2 separate regions of the Xenopus laevis genome follow, and region 2 is linked to region 1. A link is a contact called in public Hi-C data. All regions are on one chromosome and are shown on one strand. Each heading gives the region's core, a stretch centred on a gene start, on an enhancer-like site or on the middle of the called end of the contact. The rest is flanking DNA. Distances are from core to core; before and after follow the strand shown.

Evidence for each region. A called contact is a pair of places that touch in the nucleus more often than the background predicts.
Region 2: a Hi-C map of the XL177 cell line shows a contact between it and region 1, with 4 times the contacts expected there. The contact joins the promoter of fam20b.S here to the enhancer-like site in region 1. A contact is called at or near these places in 3 of 4 Hi-C or Micro-C datasets (the XL177 cell line, the XTC cell line and animal cap).

The regions. Positions count from the first base shown.
Region 1 is chr4S:79,338,777-79,344,807 of Xenopus_laevis_v10.1, reverse strand. LOC108715629 (ras-specific guanine nucleotide-releasing factor RalGPS1) reads right to left here. Exons shown (of 21, transcript XM_041561506.1): 2 at 1,422-1,562. The coding sequence starts at 1,475. Among protein-coding and RNA genes, the nearest start is that of LOC108715629, 33 kb to the right of the region's middle. Within about 2 kb of position 3,262, at least 1 of the 7 cell types and tissues checked has an H3K27ac peak or open chromatin away from gene starts, as enhancers often do.
Region 2 is chr4S:79,439,715-79,445,745 of Xenopus_laevis_v10.1, reverse strand. It overlaps fam20b.S (glycosaminoglycan xylosylkinase), which reads right to left and starts at 2,711. Exons shown (of 8, transcript XM_018260961.2): 1 at 2,542-2,711; 2 at 1-357. The coding sequence starts at 266.

The DNA.
Region 1 (6,031 bases), core at 2,013-4,512:
AGCTTCTTTTTTTTATGGGCAATTTCAACGACCACATGAAACTGTGTGTTGGCAAATATTGTGTAGTTTTAGTTAGAGAAAGGATCTAAAACATCAGTCATATGGCAAGCAATATTTATCTTTACATAGGACTTGGCTTCAAAGTTTACTAACGGTTACATATGGTCACTTTCTGTGTAGCCCATCACTGAATCTTAGTTAGATTAAGTCTAATGCTGGACTGTGGATCATACAGTACTGGGCTTGAAATGGCAACATGATCAATACTGCAACTGCATGAAAATGTCAGCACCAGTTATGTACCATATGAAAAGCTACCCGGCTGCCATCTTGGTTAAGGAGCTACGGTATATTTAAATGTTAGAACTAAGGCCAGTGATGTCCATCAGTGAGAGCCAGGTTAATGGAAATGGAGGAGCCCAATTGGACTATCACTGAGCAGTCTACTTCATAGCCTGTCTAATACCCAGGGTTCAAGTATCTAAACACTTACCCCAAAGTTAAAAAGCAAGACTGCATTTTGGGACACGTGCTTCCCATAAAAGTTATGAAATAAGTGCCACACTCAGATAAGAAAAATAAGATATCTCAACACAACATTACAAGGAAGAATATCCTTAAAGGGATCCTGTCATCGGAAAACATGTTTTTTTTCAAAACGCATCAGTTAATAGTGCTGCTCCAGCAGAATTATGCTCTGAAATCCATTTCTCAAAAGAGCAAACAGATTTTTTTATATTCCATTTTGAAATCTGATATGGGGCTAGACATTTTGTCAATTTCCCAGCTGCCCCAAGTCATGTGACTTGTGCCTGCACTTTAGGAGAGAAATGCTTTCTGGCAGGCTGCTGTTTTTCCTTCTCAATGTAACTGAATGTGTCTCAGTGGGACATGGGTTTTTACTATTGAGTGTTGTTCTTAGATCTACCAGGCAGCTGTTATCTTGTGTTAGGGAGCTGCTATCTGGTTACCTTCCCATTGTTCTTTTGTTTGGCTGCTGGGGGGGAAAAGGGAGGGGGGTGATATCACTCCAACTTGCAGTACAGCAGTAAAGAGTGATTGCAGTTTATCAGAGCACAAGTCACATGACTTGGGGCAGCTGGGAAATTGTCAATATGTCTAGCCCCATGTCAGATTTCAAAATTGAATATAAAAAAATCTGTTTGCTCTTTTGAGAAATGGATTTCAGTGCAGAATTCTGCTGGAGCAGCACTATTAACAGATTCATTTTGAAAAAATTTTTTTTCCCATGACAGTATCCCTTTAAGGCAATGACACACATTGCTCTGCATTTTTGAGCGATTATGTGATTTCAGAGTTTTCACAGTGTCAAATAGCAGCATGTGTCATTGTCCTGAATGGATTACGTATCTAGTGCTGCTACTGTGAATGAAATCACAATTATATGTGGGGGGCCTTACCTCTGAAGCAGTAGCCGGTAAAGAATTGGTGGACTGGCCATTCAAGAGGTCCATTCTTCTGCACCATCAGTGCTCTCCTCCTCCTCTGCGTGTGTTGCAAGGTGCTGATAATTTCATCTCCACGGAAACAAAAGCTTCATCCTACACCAAACAGACACAATGGCATCACATAGTTTATACTTGCAATTTTACAGCATCATTGACTTTACAAGATAACGGAAAAAATCCACTGCATGCCTCTTAGTTATACCAAAACAGGGCAGATCACATGTACTTGCTAAAATATTTACATTCAAAATTAACTTTTAGGAATGAGACCGATTTAAGCAAAGAAATGTGTATGAGCTATGAATCAGTGAAAACTGTACACAATAAACTCCTTAAGCAGGGCAACAGCCCCACCTGGTGGTAGCATGCAGAAGTCCTGGACTTTTTTCTTTTTTTTTTTTTTAAAGTAGAGGTACAGATATTTATTATCTAGAATGCTTACAAGCCATTGAATTTAGAAGAAATCTCAAAGGATTGTTTTGCTGTCAACATAATGCTTCTTCAGCTTCACAGTCAAGTACAACTTTCATTAAAACAGAGAAATAGGAAATCACTAAAATTATAACTGCTTAAAATGGGCAAGAATATCTGCATTTTAATACATTAAAATGTTAATTGAATACACTATTTTTATTGCTAGAGAACGCATTTTTTTTAAAAAAAGTCCTAATGGGTTTAGGTTTACAAATATTATATAGCCTAGGGAGACTTTTTTCAAAATAGTTATTCAAAATGAGCTTATTTTATAATCTTGATGTCAAGGGGTTTTCAATTAACTTATAAAAAGAAACATCTCTCAAACATGCTGGTGACCTTGTTTTTAAACAGCAGGAAGAGTATTTTATGGTGTATCCCTTAATGTCAAACATATGTTAGCCAGTGGGGAGAAAGAGCACAATTCATAGACACAACCATATGCCGTGCACTTACAGAGCAGAAATACCTCATATCTGAAAATCATATATATATATATATATATATATATATATATATATATATATATATATATATATATATATATATATATATATATATATATATATATATATATATATATATATATATATATATATATATATATATATATATATATATATATATATATTATATGCAGATGCCCTAGTACAATAAAATTCAACCGAATGTAGCAATACTGATGGGAATTTGTGTCCCCAGTTTAGAGTAGCTATGAGTGTAGAAAAGAGAAAAGCTCTGCCTGAAACTGAATAAGAAAACTAGTGACATTTTACAATGCAAGTACATGGCTCCCCTGATAATACAAAGGAAGTACTGAGGACAAATTGGGATAATATGCCTGGCTTCTTTTCCAACAATGTGATCACATGAGGCCTGTGTAGCCGAGTTGTAGTCAGATGAGAACTGCATCTATTGGCCGACCAATATTCACTAATGAGATTTGCCAGACTTCCTGGTCAGTATCTAAATGAGATATCATTGGAAAACTATCAGGGAGGCCTTCATTTGGAACCATTGCACTAGCAAATAGTTAGCAGGTCAAGACTGGCCGAGTCAGCAGCCAAGATTGGCCTGTGAAAGGCTAGCTGAACCATTTGAATCAAACTGTGTAATTACTGAAACGGAGCTACAAAACCGTTATCACAAGTTACTCATTGTTGACAGATGCAATACCAACCAGAACTGATCTGTGTAATTTACCAAGTGAACTCCAAACAGTCATGCTTGTTAAGCCTCAGAGGCCATATTACTGTCCTTGACAAAGTTTGCTTCCCACCACCCTAACAGGCATGTAGTACATACAGAGCCTTATCAGGGCATAACAGGTCTGGCATGTCCATATGAGCATAGGAAAGAGGGAGGGGTGTGATGCAAGGCACTAGTAGTCTTGCTCACTCTTTTACAATACCCGCTATTGTATTGCACCTATATTAGTGGCGAGAACTTTTTTTTTTTTTTTTTTTTACACAAAAATGCATCATATAATAGTGTTACTCCAGCAGAATTCTGCATTGAAATCGGTTTGACACAAGAGAGAACATATTTTTTTACATTTAATTTTGAAATTTGACATGGGCCATAAAGTGTGACAAATTTTCTATGGGAAATTGCCCAAAATGTCAACATTCCCCTCTTGGAGCTGTGGCATGTGGTTTTGTGATCCCTACATCTTAGAGAATACTTTAGTATTATTTTTTCAAAATATGCTGTATTTTTGATATTATTTGAGACATTAATGGTTTACTCAGCCATGCCATTTTATGAACAAGTGTGATGTTCCCAGCCAGTTAAAAATGAGCAATTAAATCAATTATTTGCCTTGTATGTCTATACCAGAGCCATTCCCCCATTTCTAAGAGAGAGAGAGAGAGAGGAGAGGAAATGGAGGGAAGCATGGATGATAATATGTACGGAGAAATGATTAAAATAATAAAGAAAGAAGAAAAGTGAATGAAGAAAAAAAGGAAAAACAATTTGGAGAGGGCCCGCACGTTTTCTGGTGGGCCCCAGGCATCCCAGTCCGACACTGGTTGTGGGTGTCTCTAAACAGGCACATTTTTGGCAACACTCGCTACACATTGCTTCAACTTGCAGCATAATTTGTTGTAGATCACTAGGAACACTGAATATCAATGATAGCTGAGAAAGAAGCACTCTAATAAAAGTATAAATATTTACTAAGAGAAATAATTCTTTTGGCCAGTTATTAGAGAAGTGGATGTACAAGTTTCTTGTGAAATTATGTGCTATTGTATTAAAAGCACTTTTTGTGAAAAATCATAGTTCCTTTTTTGTTTTAGTGCTGTTCTGAGCTGCCATTTCCCCTTTCCAACTTCTGCTGCTCTGTGGGAATATAACAATTTAAAACACTGTTATACATAGAGCTCCACTATTCAGACGGCTTTAGATTTTTTTCTGGTACATCAAAGGTTAAACAGCTCCCATCAGCTGCTGAGCACACAAACAAATTTATTTTAAGTCCTATGTGCTGAAGTTTAATACCAATCTGTCTGATGTTAGCACCTCTCTCCCAAACGTGAGGGCTATTAACAATACATCTCTCTCTCTCTCTTTTTACAATGTGACCTTTAAAAATGAACATTTTGGATGCTAGGCCTACAATATAGAAACATAATCACAACTGAAAGGAGGGGAAATCATGTTCCATTCATCTTTACTCGAACAAGTATAAAAGTAAGGGTGCACAGCCAATTGTGTTCAAAGGACCTTCATTCCCTGCATCCTTGCAGTTAACACTGGAGCCAGAAATAAACAACATTTATCTTTGCGAATGAATTCACCATAGGATGCAATGACGCCATCACTTCTGCTCAAAAAGGTTGACCTTGATGTTCTCCTCAATCAGCAATGCTTCGTCCAGAGACAGAAAAATATACTATGCAAAGAAATACTTTAGACTCTTCTGAAACAGGACTGGTAAAACCTCAAAAACCAAACATATTGTTTCTAAATATGTATTTATAGTTTCAGGAGTTACTAGTGCTTCAACTACAGAAGTCTTTTGAACAGTAATAAGATAATGTCTGTTATCTTTTTTTTTTTTTTTTTAAACAGATGAACACCCATATGTAATAATAGGCACTAAGTTTGCCCAGTAGCAGTAACCCATAGCAACCAATAAGATGTTTGCTTTTAAACAGGTGACCGGTAAATGCTACCTGCTGATTGGTTGCTATAGGTTACTGCTCATGGGCAAATTTAGTGCCTTTTATTATATTACCCCAATAATGCTTAATGAAAAGAACAACAGAGTACATGCGTTCTTATGCTATTATTATGCTACTCAAGTTTACTAGACTTCCAATGATTTCCTCCCATATATTTCTAAGTTCAATAAAATGAATGATTTTGGAGTAAATTCTAGAGCAGGCCATGCATTTTTAGAAATAGCTAACCCAATGTATTTAGAATTTACACAAAAAGAAAAACTAGGTGTTAGGGACTAATGCCACAGCATTTTAAAGAGTATTTCATTTTACACAAAATGTAATGCTTTTTTGGAGGTAGCGAAATGCAAACATTTATAAATATGTTTTGTCTTATGGAAATTCCTCGTAGCCTGTGCTCTGAATGATTCCTTTTGTTCTGGCCAAGCTCCCAATTATAGAATTATCACTCCTCCCTTAAACCAGTACAAACTGGTCAAATTCTGAATGAACTTTAAAATATGTGCGTGCTGATCTCCCCAAAATGACTGAGCATTCTTGAGGCCAACAGACCATCATGTCATTGCAAATGCTTGAAATGCATTAGACACACATTTTTCACCACAGAGGTGTGTGTATTAACTCGTACAAATATCCAGAATATTATGTATGGGGTGATTGGACATATAAAATAAGTGTGTCTGTGTAAGGTTTTTATTAGACAGGATAGATAAGGTTTTTAATAGACTGGTTAGATTAGGTTTTCTGTTAGACAGAATTTTTTTGAGAAGAAAAAGGGAGAATTAAAAAAAAAAAAAAAAAAAAAAGTCACCATCCTGTATGTTTTATAACTAAGGCCAAAATAAGTTTTATAATGCTTAAATGTGCCTTCTGTGGTACCCATACTTATACATATAT
Region 2 (6,031 bases), core at 1,462-3,961, 100 kb before region 1:
TGTAAAACTGCTCCCATTTCTGGGCTATCCTCAGGATACACTTCCCGTGGTACAACCCACTGAGATGCAATTTCCCAGGGGGACTGCAAGGTATGCTCCAAACGGGAGTCCAACGTAAGCCGCAAGCTGGACATCATGCGCTGAAAAGACAGCTGGTCCTGTCTCTGAGCAGCAGAGGTCTCCAGTCGGTCCAATAAAAGAAGCTTGGTGAGAACCAAAATCACCAGCAGCAGTGCCAAGACAACGACCCGCTGCTTCAGCTTCATGATGCCCGAGATAAATAGCTCTTAGCAAAGAAGAGGGATGTCCTATGTGTGCCAGGTGCAGGGCATTTCTCTGTCTGATCCCTGCAGGAACCTGTGGAAACAGCAGTGGGAAATTAACACACACAAAAAAAGTAGAACTAAATATTTCTCATATCTCTACTAAGGCCAGTTTTTCAAAACTTGGCTTAGATCAACCTCTTAGAATGTAAGCTTTTGCGAGCAGGGCCCTCCCACAGCTTCTATCTGCTTCCTCCCCTAATAATAATGCTAGTGACCTTAAAATCATAAAGCTTTCTGTGATACTCATTTATGGTAATAGTATGGAACATAGAACAATGTTGGGGAAAATCATTATTTCTGAAAATGATATATAATTATGACACTGAATCTCCAGAAACCTGTGATCTTGAAATAGGCAGTGCCCCTTCCCATACAGTTCTACTTAAAGGGGTGATTCACCTTTATGTTAACTTTTAGTATGTTATAGAATGGCCAATTCTAAGAAAATTTTCAATTGGTCTTCATTATTTATTTATTTATTTATTTTTATTGGGGTTTTTTTTTTATTATTTGCCTTCTTCTTCTCCTAACGCTTTACAACTTTCAAATTGGGGGGGGGGTCACTGACCCCCATCTACAATACAACAGCTCTGTATAGCTACAAATGTATTGTTATTGCTACTTTTTATTATTCATCTTTCTAGTAAAGCGCTCTCCCAGTCATATTCCATTCTCCTATTCAAATCAGTGCATGGTTGCTAGGTTAATTTAGACGCTAGCAACCATATTGCTGAAATTGCAAACTGAAGAGTTGCTGAATAAAAAGCGAAATAACTCAAAAATCACAAATAATAAAAAAAAAACCTGTTGCAACTTGTCTCAGATTGTCACTTTGTACATCATTCTTCATAGTTCTTTTAAAGGTGAACAACCTGTTTAATCTCGAATTTAATAAGACAAAAACAAATCCATTTGGTCTTTTTGGAATGTATTACGGTTCTTTAGTTGATCATAAGGCTGTACAATACAGAATGCTCTGTTATCTGGAAAATCTTAGATTTGAAAATGAAATTATTAAAAAAAATGGGCATATTACGTGGGATCAATATCTCTTTGCCAAAATAAATGATTTCACATGTTACAAATTTTGTAAATCAATGCAAACAAGACTCCCTCTACAGAATAACAAGGGCAAGTATATTTTAGAAAGCATTTACAGAAAAACTGAATTAAAATGAGTACAACTGAAAAAAAAGTATAAGGTCCCTTTACCAACTGTAGCTAAAAGAGAGGGCCAAATAAACTTCACCACCTCTACTACACACTGCCCTTATAGTTCCCATTCATTTACTAATTGTTAGTTCAACACCTCACCTTCCCAAGGCCTAATGTCACCAAGCATCTCAAACATAATGAGGCCATGGTTCAGATTCCTTCTACTTCAATGGGTCACTTCCAGTTTCAGTCGGGTTTCCTCTGTCGATACTTCAGCTGCCAATGTATTGCTTAATGTCTATGCCTGTAAAGCTCTGCTAAAGTGCAGGACAGGAGGGAGGGATGTTGCATTTATGAATGAAAGTTAAGCAACATAAAGAGTAAAGGCAAGGAATTTCTCTGATATTATCCAACAACTTACATGATACTCAGTCGATGGTTCCAGGGGAATCTTATAAGGCCAAAAGGTATTGTCCCCAAATCCCACTTAAAAGGGCCTTCAGGCTGCCCCCTGTCCCCCAACTATGGACTGCTCTGGGCTGTGGACCTGGGCACAAGGCATGGCAAGCAGGCAATATGGATATGACAGCCTTGATGTGTCAGTGGGAAGCTGGAGTCGCAATGAAAGTACAGCTCTAATGTACAACAACATGTATATAACAATGCTTCCACTGCTATAGTACATGACCCTGAATGAATGTCCCAGGGCAGAGTATGTCTCACAGACTATTCCATGTGGAATCAGGTTGCCCAGGAGGAGTCCAGGTGGCCAAGTGACTAAGATACCCGCCTGCACATGAGCCCTGGCATAGTGATCTCAGCAATGGAACAGCCAAGCTCTGCCCAACAACACCAGCAACCCTTCATCATCATCAATAACAAGGCAAGTGTCCCCGTTCAGTTTACACAGAGGTAAGTAACCCGCGGCCCTGCGGCTGAGAGGATAAAGTACAACTCTCTCACCATCCCCGGCAGCCTTTGCGCAGCGCAGATTCTTGAAATCCAACTTATTTTGCATATCATTTCAGTCAGCTGTGAGTTACAGCGCAGCGACACTCACCTCTCACACACGGTCCCAGATCCCCAGTTGCCAACATCACACATTCTACTTCAACCAGTACACAGTTCAGCGCACATCGGAACTGTCAACCCAGCCAATCCGCTTTGGATGCAGTAGGCCACCGAGGACCAATCGGGTGGATCGGCACATTCCTTGTGAAGCTGATTGGGTCACCGAAAACTGGCCGAACCTTCCAATCCAATCGCAATGCACTATTTAACCGGAAACAGCAAAGTCTATAGGCGCTCACGGACCAGTCATAGAGCATTAGACGGGCAACCAATAATGAGCACGCCCAGGAGGAAGTCTTATAGGTTTCAGGCCACGCGGATGTGATAGAGGCCAGTGAGGCCATATTTAATATGGGTTTGGTGTGTGAGGTTATTTCACGAGTAGTTTTTATTCATTGTTTTTTTTTTTTTTTTGTAACTTGAATTTTTTATTGGATAAAGTCAAATACACATTATTTGCATATAAAAGTCAGTAGTCATTGTGGGTACACACAGTGTCCCTTGTACAATTCTTAATAATGACATGTATAAAAAGATCACATTGTATTATCCATTTTCAAATGTATGTGGCTTGTGTTCAATAAACACGAATGTAACATAAAAAACAACTGGTCTGCCTGCTGCTGTTATCTTTTCTTTAAGTGAATTACCCTTGCCTGATCGGGAAATCCTAACAGGCAATGGTTCCCTTCCCTTTTGAAACTCCAGGATGAATCTAAGGTTTTCTACTTAGGGCCCAGTCCCTATGTGGAACATATCAAAAGTATGTATCCAGTTCACGTAACCCTTCTCACATATCTACTGGCTTCCCTAAAAGCTCATATGGGGCCCAGATGGCCAAAAATTTGGGCGTTTTATTTCGAATGTGTGCTATGGTACTCTCAAAGTTCATGTTCACAATAAGTTTTCTATGTAGTTCTAACATAGTGGGGATTGTCGCTGATTTCCATTTTGCTGCTATCATGATACGTGCCACTGTCAATATATGGTTTACCAGCTTTTGTGAGGTATTTGATATCTCTCGCATGGGTCTTCCCAACAGGTGGGTGACCGGGTCTTTCCCAATTTCAGTACATGTGACTTTAGTTATTAGTTGGTGTACCTCATCCCAATATCTATCTAGTTTTAGGCATGACCAGAGTAAGTGCATTAACGTCCCCGTTGCATCACAACCTCTCCAGCACTGATTCGAGATACTTGGGTTGATTTTGTTCAGTTTTTTAGGAGTCATATACCAATGCATTATTACTTTATATACATTTTCTTTTTGTTTCACACATGTCACTCCTGTCTTAGCATTACTCCATATGGCCTCCCAGTCCTCCGGTTCTAAGGGACCTTCCAATTCTTGTTCCCAATATGACATATATTTATGATTTGGAGGTGTGTTAGCTGGCAAGGAGTTTAATATCTTGTAAATATTTGATAGAAGAGCCTTTTGTGGCCAACCTCCTTTCATAAGACTCTCAAAAGGAGATAAGATTACAGTACGTTTCTGTGCCAGAAAACAGGATATAAAGTGTCGAACCTGAAGGAATTCGAAAAATCTTATTGGGATTTCGGGTGATTTGGCTTGGAGGTCTCCGAATTGGAGAACATGGGAGGCATCCCTAGTGAGTACATCATACACTTTAAAAAGACCTTTTGCTCCCCAATTTCCATACAGTGAGGCCTGAGTGCCTGGCTTGAATTTAGGATTTTGCAGAAATGGTGTCTTTAAAGAGAAGGGTGAAATTAGGCCCTGTTTACTCTTTACTCGATACCATGTTGTAAGGGTAGATTTGGAAGTTTCCAATATGGTCTTAGGAAGTATTGGATAAGGGTCTATATTCCATATTAGTGCTCCCATGTGTGTCTGGTCTAGGAGAGAGTTTTCGATTCTTGCCCAAAGTGGCCCGATTTCATGTTGAGACCAGGCTGACAGCCATCGCAAATGTGCAGCATCATGTTATTTATGTATGGAGGGAACCCCCAAGCCCCCTTGCAATTTGTCACTCGTAAGAACATTTTTGGAAAGCCTATGTCTCTTATTTCCCCAAATGAATCTATGGAATGATAGTTGAATATCTGAAAGGATCTTAGAAGGGACCAAAACCGGGAGGGTCTCAAATTAGTATAGAAATTTGGGTTTATTCATTGTTTTAATCCAACATGAGTACATGTATTGTGCCCCTGTTCTGTGTAATTGGTGTGTGTGATTAGCTGGTACAGCCCAGTGTTCCATTATTCCTGATTAACATCTGTCCCTTTGCTTCAGCAGATGCCCAATCTATAATAAAATCAATTCGCGTCACTAAGACGAGTGAAAGTGAATGGCAGAACGTGATTATGAATAATGGTGGAACCATGTTTCTACCCATGCGAGTGCTTTGTGACTAGAGGTGCCGCCTGGACAGTTTGGAACCAGTCCGACCAGTTTAGCAGGTGGAATATTATCCTGTAATCACAGTCCGGCTTCCGTAGTGCTGAAAAGCTGCTACAGGAACACAGACTGTCACGCATAATGATACGTCACAATGTCAACTAACTAATCCCTTGTCATTAGAGACATATTAAGGCACTCCCTGCATGTTTCACACTTTATTTCATGTCATGGTGATGAACTGGCTTCTCACAGGAAACCTCTCCTGCTTTTACTCTGCTCATTGAACTCGTCAGTGACTTCTCAAGTCCTTGTTTTATTACATTTTAAAATAGAGGCGCATTATTCCCTTTATAAATAACACTGGGGACCAACCACAACAGCAGCCATCTTGAGTTGGCAGGAGCACAATACTCCTGTATCTATATGTATTGGCACTATAATGCTGTATGTGCTGGTCATCCACATGTAACTGCCAATGGTATTAACAGAAAAGAAAAAGATAAGACAAATCAAAAGCCAGTAGGAAATTGGGCCACCCCAGTGTATGCCCTTATTGCTGTTAGGGTTGCCACCTTTTCTGGAAAAAAAAATACCGGCCTTCCTATATATTTATCTTTTTTCCCTATTAATAACGTTGGGATCAACCATCATTTTTACCAGCCAGGCCTGTAAAATACCAGCCAGGTGGCAACCCTAATTGTTGTATATGCTTAATATACCTCCCAAAATAAAGTCGTACAGTCAGTGACGTAACTAGATATTACTGGGCCCCACAGGAAATTATTTTTCAGGCCCCTAAATGTTTAGAGGTTGACCTGTTTTAGGAATATTTATTGAAATTATATATTAATTAGGGCCTCATGGGGACCTTATACCTCCTGGGCCCCCCTGCAGCCGCAGGGTCTGCTTCCTCTGTAGTTACACTCCTGACTACAGTAGAACCCCCATTTTTATGTTTTTCAAGGGACCAGAAAAAAAATGGTGGAAAATCCAGGAAAATGTAAAATCAGGGAAAGGTATTATGCATAATATATAGGTGGGACAACAAAACAACAATGTAAAACGAGAGAAAACTTAAAATCAGGGGATGTAAAATTGAGGTCTCACTATAACT